2 separate regions of the Salmo salar genome follow, and region 2 is linked to region 1. A link is a contact called in public Hi-C data. All regions are on one chromosome and are shown on one strand. The core of a region is the stretch at or near the end of the contact, and the rest is flanking DNA. Distances in the headings are between cores, read along the strand shown. Region 1 holds the start of LOC100194618 (polyubiquitin). Region 2 holds the start of ccar2 (cell cycle and apoptosis regulator 2).

The links. A called contact is a pair of places that touch in the nucleus more often than the background predicts.
Region 2: a contact with region 1 is called in a Hi-C map of gill, with 3 times the contacts expected there. The contact joins the promoter of ccar2 here to the promoter of LOC100194618 in region 1. A contact is called at or near these places in 2 of 3 Hi-C or Micro-C datasets (gill and muscle).

What each region holds. Positions count from the first base shown.
Region 1 is chrssa01:151,525,753-151,529,912 of Ssal_v3.1, reverse strand. It overlaps LOC100194618 (polyubiquitin), which reads right to left and starts at 2,204. Exons shown (of 2, transcript NM_001139703.1): 1 at 2,177-2,204; 2 at 61-931. The coding sequence starts at 924. The coding sequence ends at 235.
Region 2 is chrssa01:151,758,432-151,762,197 of Ssal_v3.1, reverse strand. ccar2 (cell cycle and apoptosis regulator 2) reads left to right here and starts at 1,601. Exons shown (of 19, transcript XM_014138931.2): 1 at 1,601-1,639. It overlaps LOC106568500 (synaptobrevin homolog YKT6), which reads left to right. Exons shown (of 9, transcript XR_006758360.1): 9 at 940-980.

The sequences.
Region 1 (4,160 bases), core at 955-3,454:
ATACAACCAGGTGCTATTCAAATACGTAAATATTTTACTACAAATGACAACCAAACAATATCAGGAATGCTTCAACTTTATTGAAATAAAAAAAATAAGAGTTGGGGATTAGAGGTTAGGGGAAGTCAGTGGTGGGATTGGAGTGAGGTCAAAGGGTGGGGTTGGAGGTTAGGAGGGATTTTGGGATGAGGGAAATTGGAGTTAAGATGTGACATTGTTAAGAGTATAAGTTAACTAGTTGCCTCCACGAAGACGCAGGACCAGATGAAGGGTGGACTCCTTCTGGATGTTGTAGTCGGACAGGGTGCGGCCATCTTCCAGCTGCTTGCCAGCAAAGATCAGACGCTGCTGGTCTGGGGGGATGCCCTCCTTGTCCTGGATCTTGGCCTTGACGTTCTCGATGGTGTCACTGGGCTCAACCTCAAGGGTGATGGTCTTACCAGTCAGGGTTTTAACGAAGATCTGCATACCTCCCCTCAGACGGAGCACAAGATGGAGGGTGGACTCCTTCTGGATGTTGTAGTCGGACAGGGTGCGGCCATCTTCCAGCTGCTTGCCGGCAAAGATCAGACGCTGCTGGTCTGGGGGGATGCCCTCCTTGTCCTGGATCTTGGCCTTGACATTCTCGATGGTGTCACTGGGCTCAACCTCAAGGGTGATGGTCTTACCAGTCAGGGTTTTAACGAAGATCTGCATACCTCCCCTCAGACGGAGCACAAGATGGAGGGTGGACTCCTTCTGGATGTTGTAGTCGGACAGGGTGCGGCCATCTTCCAGCTGCTTGCCGGCAAAGATCAGACGCTGCTGGTCTGGGGGGATGCCCTCCTTGTCCTGGATCTTGGCCTTGACATTCTCGATGGTGTCACTGGGCTCAACCTCAAGGGTGATGGTCTTACCAGTTAGGGTCTTCACAAAGATCTGCATCTTGACACTGGGGAGGAGAATCATGTTAGACTATACTAACCAAACCTAAAATGTCAAATAAACAACCAGGCTATACACAATTCACATTATAGGTATCAATCTAGTATGCATAACAATTCCCGAGATGCAGTGGGTCAACTTCTAGATAGGGTAGAGCAAAGCTCCTCCCATTGGAGGTAGTACTCAGCTGACGTTTACAGTAGTAGGCTTCAGGTGCCACCATTTTAGAACAAGCTCCATCTAGTGGCTGTCATTTTGTCATAAAACCTATGTCGAGTCCTGAAGTAATGACTAGCTAGCTGACCATTTCAATTTATGGGGCTGTATTTTCATTTGCAGTCGAAACGTAATATTTTGTAATAAATTAAACTCCCCTACGCTTATTTTACAGCAAAATATATGACTATTACTGACCGATAAACCAAGCCGAGATGATCGCTGGGTTTAGGTCTCGAGCGCGGTGTTTTAACGGGATGCGTTCGTTAATTCATTTTGCCATCTACTCCGATTTAGGAGCAATCGTCTGGGTATGCCAGAGCGCATAATAACTGATGAATTTACAAACGCGCAACACTTGAATATTGCCGGTGTTGAAAAACTACGCGTAATTAAGTTGCTAGCAGCACAGTTAACGTTTGTCACCAATGCTCTAGATAATATGAACAGCCTAAGCAGCTCTGCTATGGTGAGTAAAATGGTCAGTGAGGAGTTCCAATTCGTGTATGGAAGTAGCTAGCAAGCCAGTCAACGACCCAAGCTGTTGTGATGCCAGAATGGTCCAATCAACCCTAATCCTCGCTCCGTGAGCGAAACGCTCTGAATTTACGAACTGACAATCTTACAAAGCTCTAAATTTACTAACACCCAGAGAGCACTGGCACTCCAGATTGAATTTACAAAAACACATCCACTGTTAACGTTAGCCTCCCCCCCATCTATATAAATATCTAGCTTGATTCAAGAGTTAACCAATGTCTACTGTTGAGCGCCTTGTTTTAGCTAGTTAGGAAGCTAGCCAAGACTATATCCAGCCAGCTAACTTTATTTTAGTAAATAACTACTGTAGTTAGCTAACGCTACCAGAAAGTTAGCTCGTCTATCGTCGACGTCTATTCGTCCATCCAAAAAAAGTACATTCGTACATCACCAATAATAGGAAAAGCAATGAACTACCAATTAACATTACGCTGAACTAAGGGTCTTTGTGAAAAATGTTGTCATTCGTGCTCATTTTGGATAATAACCTACTTACAAACAAATTATCAACGCCACTGTTCTTCAATCTTCTGGAAACGAGGCTGTTATCGCACACAAAGGGCTGTGTTATTTATACATGGCCGTTACGTATCCCTCCACCATTACACCATATGGAACTATAAACTGCGGATTTAAATAAATATCGTTAACCATATGGATTGTGGATAAAATGAACTAACTCCACGACATGTATGACATTGAAAATGTTCTATATGAATGTTTAATCTTTAAGAAATTCTGTAAGAATGGTCATATAAAAGAAGTCGTACATTGGCGGAGGTAGAAATATGCAAAAAGAGTGAGTCGTCGTTCTCTAGCAACGCGCTGAGCAGTCAAAGCGAGTCCATTCACAGATGTCGCAGAATGAACCTTGCCAGATAGTAAAATCGATTGTGTTTTAGATAGTTAGGAATTTATGTCAGAAACAGTGAGGTAGCCAGAAATTCGTTGGTGGGTGGGCATGCAACAATTTGGGTGCACAGTGACATATGCCTCAATGCAGTCATATTAGTAGGTTATTAGGGGTCTTTCAGTTAGTTATTTTTGTCATCCCGTCCCTTGAGTGTTTGTCAATCCAGTTAATCTGTTCTGTTATATTTAATAAAAAATGACTAACCCAATGTACTTCTTGCTATGACTTCTATCTGATGGTGTTTGCATGTTTAGGTAAAAATACAAATAATGTTCTGTTTGGAACACTTACAAGTAACAAGCTTCTTTTTTTTTAAACCCAGGCCCACTCATGCCTCAGTAAATCCTACAGTTTTGCTACATTTCCAAGCAGCAGTATAGTTAGTGTAGGAGATCAACCAGGGAACAGTTTTTGAATCAAAACATGCAGTATATGCAAAGAAGAATGTAACAGAGATTGGACAGTTTATTTTAGGTCATATCATTGATTTAATAGAAACAAATTATTTACAGCATGGATCAAAAATGTAATTCTACACAAACAGGCACAGTCATTCCCCACTCCCACCCCCTTATAAAAGACTCCTTATCCTAACATCATCCAGCTTATATCTAGCTAGTCTCGTGTTGCCATGAGGACCCCAGTGTCCTATCTGGAACGTGAAGTCACAAGCTCGGCTGGTTGGCTACTGCATAGCAATCTAGTGGTGCCAAAAGCCCTGGTCTGCCCTAGAAAGCTTATCTAAATTACAATCGCCAAAACTGCCCATTTTTTGAGGGGGACGCTCGTTTTGGGCTATAAAATTAGATTATTATGATGAAGTTCGATGCCCACTATGAATTATTTTAAAGTTTGCTACAAATCAAGATATTTAATTATATAGTGATCCATTCTGACTACTACATTTGTTGTCACACAGGACCACGTGCTGATATATGAATCACGGGCCTGCAGGCTATGAGGAGGATTGCGCCTTCTTGCCATAGACATTAAGGTTGACTCTCTCAGGCAGGATGAAAATGATTACATCGGCCGTGATCCTTTGCTAGTTATGTCCACTTTCACCATGATCCTTAGCAATCTTTTGGTGCCATTCAGCCCCATTCAGCTATATGGCACGCTTCAAATTCAAATACTTCCGGCTTCATGCGCTATCAGGACATTTCCATAGGAATACGTCTATTGGTTTCTGGTTGCCATACCTCCAAAATCACATCATTGTCACGCCTCTCTTGGAGGTCTGGAGAATTTTGTATTGCAGAAACGGTTTGAATTGTCCACTGATTTTGACTGGATGTTACATTTCAAGAACCCTCCCCACCAAATGCCGGTAGAAGGGGTGTGTTATGTGCCTCACCGTTTTCCATCCAGTTACTTGTTGCCTATGTTAGTAAGTTCTAGTTTTCAAGTTATCAAGTGTGGCTGACAGTCTGCAATTTATATTTAAATGGTAAAGTCAAATGTCACAACTAGAGCCTGAGCCTTACCCATGCCTGTGACGTTCAGGCCCAACCCTACCCAGGCCTGATTGCTTCTGCCAAATTTAAGGCCCAACCCAACCCGGCCC
Region 2 (3,766 bases), core at 352-2,851, 230 kb before region 1:
GTTATACACCCCTTGCTACTACTGCTTCTCACCTGTTTGGATGTCAGGATGCGCTGGATGACAGGTACAGCGTAGGCATCGTTTTTCCTGAGCCGGTCTTGGCACAGACCAGAAGGTCCTTGGCTTCCAGAGCAAGAGGGATAGCTTTCTCCTGGATCAGAGTGGGCTGAGCCCAGCCGAAGTCTGCCAGCGCCTGGGTGGGGGGATTAAGTGTTTTAGCTAGCTAGTTAACTAATTAGGAAATTAAATAAGCACTAAAGCCCGAGCATCTCGTTTGTTTATTTCTGAAGGATTGTGCTTTCTCCATGACAACTTCTTGAATTTCCTGTAGCAGAGGTGATTGTTTAACCCTTCTGTTGCGTTTGTTTCATGTAAATTCCTTCTGTGTTCCCGGTCCAAAATGACCTCCCCATTATAGCGGATTATAAATCCATAATAATACATGTATTATCACCTAATGTTGTGTTAGATCTTTTTATCAACTTAAGTTCTTGTGAACATTACAAGTTTTGAACTTCTATTTGCTATTTATGGCCTGTAGGCCTCATTGACCTGAGCTCTTACAACTTGTTTTTGAGTAAAAAAAATCATAATGTATAGATTATTTTTACTATAACAAATACTCAGATGAAACATATTGTGCTATTTATCACAGACTACTTGGTGTCAAAGTTTAACAAGGACTCTCCTCCTCTCCAGTGTCATGATCAAAGATATGATCAACAGCCTTACATACAGTATATCGTTTGGTAATTGTGCTGCCACAGAATGAATTGTGAGCAAGCCCTCAAAAAAGCTTTATATACCAGAGCTGCAGAGAAAAGTTCTATATATTATTGAAACAATGTTGCGATTGTTTGTGAAAATGCCAACAGGTGTGGTTCCCGTGGGGGAAAGATTCCCGTGGGGGTTGCCATGGAAGCCAAGAAGGGGAGTGAGGTGTGTGTGTGTGTGTGTGTGTGTGTGTGTGTGTGTGTGTGTGTGTGTGTGTGTGTGTGTGTGTGTGCTCAAACACACATGCATGTGGGGGTCTGGGAGAGGAAGTGTGTCCATCTGATGAATGTGCCTGAATTCAATTTTATACACTAATTGTAGTCTCTTTTTTGACCGGGAACACCACAGGTGTACAAAAGTTAAATAAAACACCCAAAATTGTATACAAATCATCCAAATGTATTTGTGTGTTCAGATGCCCTGTGTAGACAAAGTCATGGAACTTGTACATCATCCAATTCGACCGGAACACAGCAGGAGGGTTAAATAACATCTAGCTAGCTACATACTATGCATAACTTGGTTAATTCCATGTACTCTTGAATATGTCAATTTGTTGAAATTCAGGCCGATTGACAGGCAAAGTAAACACGTTCACAAGCTAATGTTGGCCAGCTAGGTTAGAGATCCTAGCTGCTTTCAGTGTCTACTGATGTATGGTTCTGTAACCGTCTGATATCACAATTGAGGTCATGCGATTTAACACTTCATTTATCCTCATAGTCAAAATTGGTGCCATGGTGCTCCCACGCGTGGGTACTTCACTTGAATTATACGTCATTCATCACGTGAACACAGTGACGCGTAGAAAATGTTCATAGAGGAGGGCCGTGTTCGAGAGGATCAAAACCGTAATGTATCATGGGTAATTTATTACTGACTGACCTACAAATAATAATGGGTAGTTATTTATGATGCAAGGTTATTTGGAGATCCGTCAGTAGGCAGTGGCCTGCACTGTCAAACAAACCCAATAATAGCACAAGTGGAACAATGGGTTAGTTATAACAAATATTTGGTGATAGAGGCCTCTAGGGCCCAAAATAACGTTTTAGCATGAGCAGCGCCATTGAGGGCTTCCACCATTTTAATGTAGTCAACCACAGATGATCCATTATATTGGCCAGATACTCAACTGGCCGCTCTAATGTTGAAAATAAATGAATTCAAAGATGGAAGGCAGTCGGGAGGAGGCAAGATCAGGTGGGACCATTCTGGCCAATGAGAGGGCAGATATAAAGTATGTTTCCAACGATTAATGTATTTTTCTCAAAGTTGCCGGGATTTCACGTGTCCTACTTATATCAGTACACTCGTAACAACCTAAGCATTACGAAACTTATATTCGATCAAATAAGCCACACGTAGCAAATAAGCCATTACATTTTTTGTTGACCAGTTTCGGCACTCTCTCATTGACCTCCATTCAAAAATGCGTCACTTGGTGAGCGAAAGAAACGAACAACGCCACCTGCTGAAGAATATAGATTGTTGTCCCAGTTGTCCCTCGCTTCGCCTCTTCCTCTCTGGCTCCGCACATCAGTGTTCTAATCATTAGCCGTAGGTGCCTCCCCGTTTCGTTACGTTTTCTTCCTTTTATGAAACTTTTTGCAACATAATCTGCGTAATTATTACACCCCTTGTAGCGACTGCTCCACTTCAAAACATAAAAAGCACTAACGTTTTGCCAGAGGAGGATTGCAAGGAGAGTTTGTGTCGGAGTGAGTACTGTTGCTAGCTAGCTACCTAATTTGCTATTTTTTCGAAATCGAATTCATAACTACAAACGTATATCTAGCTAGATCGCTGTGTCCAAAGTGACCGTTTGGTGGCCGTAGTTACAAATAATCTAAATTCTAGCTACCAGTACTGTAACTAGCTAACATTTTTTGTAGTAGCCAGGATCTTCAACGTTCGATGAATGTGTTCATTCATCTAGTCAGTTAGCTAGCTAGCCCAGGTTCTTATGCTCCGGTCAATGATGCACAGATCATACAGCTAAAGGATTTGCAATGATTTTTAGCTAGCTAACTAACTAGGTTATTCACCATGGCGTCAACCATCGGGGTTCAATATAATTATTTTTAATATTCCCTTGATCTGAACATTGGGTCCAGTTGATTATAAGAGGAGTCTTTTTTTTGCTTTAGTATGTACTTCACACCATAAAAGGTCTGTCGACCCTCTATCCTTCCTGGGCTAAAGACCCTCTTGCAGCTTTCCTGCCAACCAAGCAATAAGTCTAGCCATTTATGGGCTTTTGCTTAATCTCAGCAACATGACATATTCGTGAGCATGGATAGGTAGGCAGATACTACATGCATGCTGTAGATTTGTTATTTCAATGTAGTGATTGAGGGGGAACAGCTCAAGTGAAGTTTGAACTAGTGACCCAGTGGTTATAGGGAAAGTGAACTTCACAGAGAAAGGGGGAGAATCAGAAGTGGGCTAATTGAGTGGTTGTCATGTGCAAAAAGAACAAAGATTACCTATGTAAACCACGGTTATGTGAGCTGTATGTATCACTCCGCGGCGGAGGGATACATCTGAGGTGAGGATTTACAGATTGACTCCGGTGTACACCTGTGTCATGGCTGGGGTCCGCCCCTATATATAGACCACATGGCCGCGACACACGTTCTCTACATCATTTTTGAGGCGCCTCTAGCACCGTAGAGGATTGGAGTGATCCATATAGCTCACATAACCGTGGTTACATATGTAACCTTTTATGTTTCACTATATTGGATCACTCCAATATATTGGTATACCCGTACCAGATTAGTGCTAGAGGGACCTGGCCAGCGAGTGGCAAAGGGGTCGTCGTTGTGGAAGAGGGGTCCCGGCACAGTCCCTGGAAGGGGAGGCGACGCCCAGGCCAGCTGAACCAACCGCAGAGGGAGGTGCCACATTTACCTGATAGTACCTAGTCAAGGTGCAAGAGGAAGACCAGCTGGCGGCAGCACAGATATCAGTGAAGGGCACTCCTCTC